2 separate regions of the Sus scrofa genome follow, and region 1 is linked to region 2. A link is a contact called in public Hi-C data. All regions are on one chromosome and are shown on one strand. The core of a region is the stretch at or near the end of the contact, and the rest is flanking DNA. Distances in the headings are between cores, read along the strand shown.

Evidence for each region. A called contact is a pair of places that touch in the nucleus more often than the background predicts.
Region 1: a Hi-C map of embryonic fibroblasts shows a contact between it and region 2, with 1.7 times the contacts expected there. The contact joins two enhancer-like sites. A contact is called at or near these places in 3 of 47 Hi-C or Micro-C datasets (adipocytes and embryonic fibroblasts).

Annotation. Positions count from the first base shown.
Region 1 is chr13:176,411,717-176,415,595 of Sscrofa11.1, reverse strand. It overlaps ROBO1 (roundabout homolog 1), which reads right to left. Exons shown (of 31, transcript XM_021071380.1): 15 at 1,047-1,168; 16 at 137-368. Among named protein-coding and RNA genes, the nearest start is that of ROBO1, 1.1 Mb to the right of the region's middle. Within about 2 kb of position 1,450, at least 1 of the 83 cell types and tissues checked has an H3K27ac peak or open chromatin away from gene starts, as enhancers often do.
Region 2 is chr13:175,832,955-175,837,179 of Sscrofa11.1, reverse strand. All of the region lies in intron 2 of ROBO1 (roundabout homolog 1), which reads right to left. Among named protein-coding and RNA genes, the nearest start is that of ROBO1, 490 kb to the right of the region's middle. Within about 2 kb of position 1,424, at least 7 of the 83 cell types and tissues checked have an H3K27ac peak or open chromatin away from gene starts, as enhancers often do.

The DNA.
Region 1 (3,879 bases), core at 201-2,700, 580 kb before region 2:
GAAAATACAGAGCTTGCTATCAAGATGGTTAATAATAATTAATGTCACTATTAACATTAAACTTTTTCAATTAAGTTAATAGAAGCCTAACCAAAGTACCGCCATGCACAGCAATCACACATTTCATTATACTTGCCTTCTTCTAGGGTTTTGGCAAATTTAATTTCACTGTCTGCTCCTTGAAATTCATTGAAAAAAGGACGAGCCTTAATTTCATAGTTAACTCCTTTTTTGAGATCAGGGATAACCACGCTGTTTTTGGTTGGAGTCCTCACTTCAAAAACTAACCACTCCGCTTCCCCATGGGTGACTCCAGAAGGGCGATAAAGAATTTTGTATCCTTGAATATACTGAGACTGTTGGTCCACCTATGAAAATGACACAGATAAATGCAATCATACATGTCTATTTTTATTGACTTGTTAGAAAATTCTGAAAACTCAATGTGATACAATGCAAAAAATTCGATCTGGCTTCCTCCCAGTTTTCTACTTTATAGAAAGTAGAATACTAAAAACGAATTGCTAACTTTGTAATGTGTCTACTTTTTTTGGCTTAATATACAATATTCAATATTCATTTCTTTGCTTTATGCAGAAATGTGAGGCATGGCGGCAGTTCTGTGACAGACATCTAGAAAGAAGTGAGGGTGTCAAGGGGATGAGGAAATAAAGTGTGTTTTTCCATTTTCTAATTTTAAAAGACTACTTAGTGTTATTTAGAAATATTTCTACATTTAAAAGTTCATATGTTGATGACCCTATCACAAGTTGTATATTCATAATACTGTGTTTCCTCTGAGACCAGTAAAGTTTATTACTGAAGCACAGTATAAAAATACACAAGATGAAAATTTTCTGTTTCAAGGCACCTCACAGACACCATAAAAAACAATGCTTACATTACAAAGTTACCATTGGTGGAAAAGTAGGCAACAGGCATATGTAACTTTACTATCTGTTGCCTATATATATATTTCACATAGTGATCTCCCCAAAGTCATTAAAATGAGGTCAAATATTACAACCCCGACAACAACGACTCACGGTCCAGTGCACTTCAATTGAAGAGGAAGAAAGGATGGTGGGGTTGTGGAGGTGCAGTACAACATTTCCCAGTTCTCGCTGGACCTGCTTGTGATCTACCCCCTGACTGGTTGGGGGAACATCTGCAACAATACGAGAAGCCCGTGTCACATCCTAGACAATGTTACTGACTTGAATGAAAACGTGGTGAATCAATCCTTTCATTCATAGAAAAATATCAGAAAAGAAGGATCATTCCAACTGTGAAGCCAACCTGTGATACAGAATAAAATAGGGACAACCTAACCTTTTCACTAGGACGAGGAAGATAGAACATACAGAGAAAGATAGTAAGCAGAGGGCACACAGAAAGCAAAAAAAGAGCAGAGGCATAGATGATGATGGCAGACAGCAGCCTTTGAGGGCTCCTCCTATCACGTGATGATCGATTTCTTGCCAAGGATGAGGAGCCCAGTGCAATCCCCTGTGAGTCTGTTACATCACCTTCTGGAGTGAACCCAACTATTCAGGGAAGGAAAGAGCCAGAATCTGCAGCACAGTAGACGAGTAATTAAACAGAATGAAAACACATAAGTGAAAAGCAAGCACAAAAAGAAATCAGACACCTCTCATCTCATAAGATGAAACTGGATATCTTCCCAAATAAAATACATGATAGGTTAGTCGTTATGATGGAGAATAACAGAATAGGTTAGAATAGAACAGAACAAAATAAATCTGACAAGAAAAGAGTACTTAACGTCTATTTACTGATGGTTTGGTTTAGTCTATTGTATCACTGCAAAAAAAAAAAAAAAAAAAAAAGTTCAGTAAAGAGTTCTAAATCTCAAGAACAAAAAAATTTTTAGAAAGGAGACCAAGAACCTAGTAAGAATTAAAGTGCTACTTGTGCTCATTGCCATGAGCTTGTTGCATTTTTTTTTTCAAACAAGGAGGGGTTTTGTTAAACTTACTAATAAATCTGTACTTGATATAAAAACACCCATCTCTAAAGATTTTCTACATACAGATGCTTTGTTTACAATAGTAAAAGGGAACACAGAATGAACAAGAGAAGAAAATTTTTTTTTAATATATTCAGAATTCTCCTTCTCATAGTACTTTATCTTGGTACATATATCCTGGATTACTTTTCATCCCATAAGACACAGAAGAGAGAATTTTGGATTTCTGAACAATTCAATACCTTCAAATAACAGAGTTTGGATGGAAAAACAAAAACATGAATATTAAAAATGAGGTCAGTAAGTATCTTTGATGGAGTCCATGGAAGGCAAGCAAATGAAGGAGATGAGAGACCAAGAGTGCTACTCAAGATTCTAAGATGTAATAACTTTGACTGTATATACTGAGCCTATAAAATAAACTTGTAAACAAACAAAATGAGAAAAACCTGGATAGTTTTGGCTTCTTGTAATTTATCGTAGGTTAGGAGTAGCTTTGGCTAATATTAGCCCTCAGGCTACCTATTGTCACAACCTGTTGACTGTCACCTTTCTATCTCAGGACTATTTCCTTCCCTGTTGGTCTCCATTGCTCCATTGCTCTAACTCCAGCCATCATCCATCTCTGAAGTCCTTGGATTAAGACAGACTTGGCAACTCCCCAACTCAGCAACTTGACAGCCATGTAACATTAGGAAGATTTCTTCTTTTTTTTTTTTTCTTTAGGGCCACACCCATGGCATTTGGAAGTCCCCAGGCTAGGGGTCAATCAGAGCTGTAGCCAGCCTACGCCACAGCCACAGCCACACAGGATCTGAGCTGCATCTGTGATCTATACCACAGCTCACTGAAATGCTGGAATCAACCCACTGAGCGAGGCCAGGGATCAAATCTGCGTCCTCATGGATACTAGTCAGATTTGTTTCCATTGAGCCATGATGGGAACTCCCATGGGAAGATTTCTTAACCTCCCATTTTTCTGTTTCCTCATCTGTCAAATGGCAACATTGATGGAAGCTACTTCTAAAGGTTCTTGTGAGAACTGCATTTTGTAACGGATGCAAAGTCCTTTTCTTGAAGGTAGGGATTGGGTCAATTTTTGTGAACCTAGAACACCCAGCACAGTGCCAAACATGCAGAAGGTGTTAGTGGAGTTAAAGTGAATTACTGTATAGAAAACACACATATGTTAGCTTCCAAGTATGTTCTCTCATTTGTAAGCTTCCATCCTCCGGGAAACTGCCTTTTAGGAAATGTCTTCAAACATGTAAGTAACTATTTTAAAAGGCAGCTACTAAAATCTGCATTTGCAATCTCTAATTTCTCTGGGAGAGGTAAGCTTGCCGGTTAATCCTTTCATGAAAATGACTAGGTTCTCTTGCCCAGTATAACCATTTTGGCAATAGAATCTTATTGCAGAAAATTTCCCACTGGAGAGAAAAACGGAAAGTAATGTCTAATAATGTAATATTGAGACTTGCAGTAAATGGGTCCCTTATTGTTCTTGTTTTCCTTCTCCTCCTAAAACAGCTGCATTATAATGTAAAAGGTCTTCCTGACATTCAGCATTAAACGTGGAGGAACTGTCATAGAAGATTCTGTCCTACTGTCTCCCCAGTATTAGAGCTCCCTATATACAATCTCTGAGGGAGGGGAGATTTACCAGGCTCCACTTCATTATGTCTTTATTTATTTTTATTTTTTTTTTAGCAGTGCCCATGACATGTGGAAGTTCCCAGACCATGCATCAAACCTGAGTCACAGCAGTGACAATGCTGAATCCTAGGCCATTAGAGAACTCCCACCCATTTCATTATTTATAGTAACTGGTCTCTGATCATCTATAGTAAACATATGCTGTATATTCCATACCTGTGTACATATTCCTG
Region 2 (4,225 bases), core at 175-2,674:
TTGGCTGGATTTGTGAAAGTTAATACCACTGTAAATCAATGCATTCATAGATGAGCTATTATATGTACGTGTATATAAATAAATCTCTCTTTTCTTGAGGCCTTCCCACACACATCTGTTTCTTTCCGCAGATATTCTTTAAAATGATAAATGATTTAAGTTGCATGTCGATCAGAATAAAATCCAGTGAGAGCTCACATATGTGTAATTTCTATCTGTAATGATTTTGATTAAGACATTTGTGTAAAGACTAAAAGAGCAACAAATAGAATGGAAGGTCTGATCAAAATATACTTGGTAAAGTAAAAATTAGAAATAACTTCGTCTCCAAAAAGTGACTAAAACCTGCAGGAGACAGAAGATATCCTTCTTAACTCCTGGACACTGACACGTGGATCCATTTTCTTCTCTGTGGGTGGTGATTGCTATAGCCGCTTTAAGAATCCCAAACTCTTCATGGTTTATATGAACACAGATGATGCATGTAAGCACGGACTTCACATCCTAGCCCAAAGACAATTTCTCTATTAATAATATTGATATCCAACAGAAATCTTAAAGCATGTTGTTATCTGATATAAAATAAATTGATGCCCAAACCCTGAGTAGACAGGTTTGGTTGGTGTCAAATGACAATGAATGGTTACAGCTGTATGAAGTCATAACCAACTGGTTTCATAGCCTTCTGTTTGAAAAGGTGCCCAATCCATTTTATACTAATCAAAGTGGTTATAAACTTTGCACTTATTTGGCTCAACATTTCAACATATAAAAATCCTTTCCAAACACTGACACAATGAATAACTATTTAAAAGTTTTCTCTCCTTTCCAAACACTTATACAATGAGTAACTATTTAAAAGTACAAAAAATTACTTTTAATGCATTTTCAAGTTTCTCCTATCATTCTTTCTTTCTTTTAGGCTTTTTGCTTGCTGAGTTCTTCCTGGTATTGATAGAGAAAGATGTGAACTCTGTATAATAAAAGAGCACTATCTGATGTGGCAAAGTGTGGCTATTTAAATGTAGGAACATACAATAAAACTTAAAAATCAGTTTCTCAGTTGCACCAGCCATATTTCAAGTGCTTAAAAGCTATGTTAAAACATTTCCATCATCATAAAAAGCTTTACAGGATTCTGCTGTTCTAAAAGGCTAAATATAAAATAGAGAAATATATAATAAAAACATATTCTCTCCTACTTATAGCCCCAAATCCAGCTTGAGTGACATTCCATTCTTGGAAGTGCTCTGAACTAATCTTGCCACTCCATTCTCAGAGTTGAGCTCATTCTAGAACAGAACTCCAGAAGTGGCTTCCAAAAATAAAGTGACCTCCATCCAGCCAAGGGGATCCTCTAGGTTTTCAGAAGTTTTTAAACTGTTGCAAATCTTGCAACACCTTATTGCCTTCCTCAGTGGCCACGTCATGCTGCAAAGGTTGTGAAATTGTAGGCAGTGACTCAAGTGGCCTAGGCCAGTGGGGGATTAGAGAATGACGATGGGAGTCTTAAGCTTAGAAGCAATCTTTCTATTGCTTTTCACCATTCCACTGTTGAATTGCTAAAAACGGTCTTCAAAAAGACCCATCTCACTTATAAATATTGCAGGGAAATCAATCTATTTGAAGATTTCATTTTTTTGTTTTTTTTCTTTTTTATGGCTGCCCCTACGGCATTTGGAAATTCCCAGGCTAGCAGTTGAATCAGAGCTACAGCTGCAGGTCTATGACACAGCCACAGCAACACTGGATCAGAGCCACTTCTGCGACTTATGCCACAGCTTGAGGGAGCGCCAGATTCTTAACCCACTGAGCGAGGTCAGGGATTGAACCCACATCCTCATGGAGACTGTTTTGGGTTCTTAACCTGCTGAGTCACAATGGGAACTCCAGAAGCTTTCATTTCTTACTTTTTACAGTCATAATGCAAAACATCAAGTGTGACTTTAAAAGGTTTCTGTCATTGCTCTGCTATGCCATTACCTCAGGTCTTGTTCCTAACTCATAGTAAGTGAAAATAAAGGAAATCTTTGAAGGGGGAGCTCTCTTGCATGTCACTAATAGCAGCTTACAGACTCCAGCAAGAAGTTCCTTTTGACTCAGCAACAACAAGCTGCCCACTACCTGCAGCCAATGAAGAACCATCATAGCCTTCCCCAATTTCCTACTTACACTTAATAAAAGTTGACTTTTTGGTCATTTCCTTGGACTTGCCAATTGTGCGCCATGGTTTGCATGTCCTGAGTTGTAGTTCCTCTGCCTTTCCCAAATAAACTCATTTTGCTGGTAAAAATAACTGGCTCTTTTGTTTTTTAACATCAGCATTACCTGGCAACCACAAAGGGACTTAAAGGAGATAAACCCATAACAGAACTAACAACCCCTGGGACTGTGCAAGGTACCTACTTGAACCCCTTGTGTTCTCTCTCTGCTTGTGTGTTCGTTTTTCTTATCTGTTCTGTAACTGTACTCTCAGATCTCAGCTCTCACCTTTTGGCTGAGTTCTTTGACTTGATTCAGGATTTTTTGTGTGTGTGTTTATGAAGTTGTCATGCTTCCAGGTGAATACCTTTCTCTTTTCTGAACTTCTGGTTTTGGGTAATGGGCTCCCACCCAGTTAAATTCCCTTAGGAGTGTCCTCCCTCTGGAAAACTTGGCAATTTTGTGTTTAAAAACTATGGTCCTTCCTAAGTGCAATTTTAACTAATTGGGCCAACTAAATCAAAAATAATTTAGAACACCAGTGGCCATAATAGAGAACTTTCAATCTCCCCAAACTTCCTTTTCTTAGATCCAAAATAGAAAGTCATGACTCTCAAATAAAGCAAACTGAAAGGGATGCATATTTCAATTGTGTCTTGTGGATTTCAAACATATTCAGGATTCTAAAACTGCTTCTTTACAAAATACTATTTCCAGATTAAGTTGGGCAATCAAAAAACTGAAAGATGACAAAAACATTTTGAGGCTTCTTCCTCCCCATCCCACCCTCTTTGTCTCTTTCCCACCTTCTTTATACATGCTGGTTCCTCATTCTGATTCTCTCACTGACAACCCCCCTCTTTTGACCCTCTCCCCAGTCCCCTTTCCTCTGAACCCATTAGAACCTGACCTTTTGAAATCAAACCCTCTGGGGATCCTGATGCCTAGCCCTTATCTGACTTTCCCTGTGGATCACATCATAGCTACTCAGCATTGTCTCTGCAGTGGCACTGGTTTGATCTGTTCCCCGGCCTAGCCCTTAATTTACTTTGTCCTCTGGACTAAGGCTGAACTAAAAGCCATAGTCAAAAATATTTTCCTTGAGTTACTGAAGATAGTCAAAGATTTTCCAAGGAATTTAATATAGTCATCCAGACTTACCAAACAGGTTTCTCAGATTTATACCAGTTCATTCACATGCTCATTGGCAAAGGCCAAGACCAACGCTGGATGAAACAGCTAATCAAGATGATCCTGAACAATCTCTAGAACTGCAATGGGAGACCCATTCCCTACTTTGTTATATGATCAGGCTTAGTCATCACTAAAAAACTTCACCTAGGACTTACCTATGGAAAATCCGAGGATTTTCTCAAACCTATTAATTGGAATGAGATTCAGGCTTATACTTCAAGATCCAGTGAACCTGTACATGACCATTATAGTAGACACCAAATTGTTTCTAAGTAAAATTTTGGCCTTCCAATTCTATTGAGTCCCCTTGGGTAGACTTCAACTCTGTTCATTAATGGGCTAAACCAGGATCTTTCCCTTTTCCCTAGGAGAATGGACCAGGACGGAATGAGAAACTATGTCTGCTCCAGAATTAGTTTATTTAGGAAATAAGCTCACCTACATCCTAGAGAATTCAACTAAAAAGAAGACCACTAAAATCCTTAATTTTTAACTCCGACAAATGGAGGCTGCTAAACAAAACCATTCCCCTCATGAATTCTGATGTGATTGCCAAAAGCGATGAATAACCCTGATAACATGATATGATAAAAAGAAAACAATTCTCTAGAAACCAAAATTAAAGTCATGGAAGATTGCGATCTAACAGAGAATTCAAAATAGCTGTCATGAAGAAACCTAATGAGCTTCTAAAATCTTAGAGTCCGTTCAATAAGCTCAGGAATAAAATTAATAAATAGAAGGAATACTTTACCAAACACAAATTCTGGAGTTGAAGAACTCAATAAGATGAAAAAAATCATTAGAAATTACCATACGGTCCAGCAAT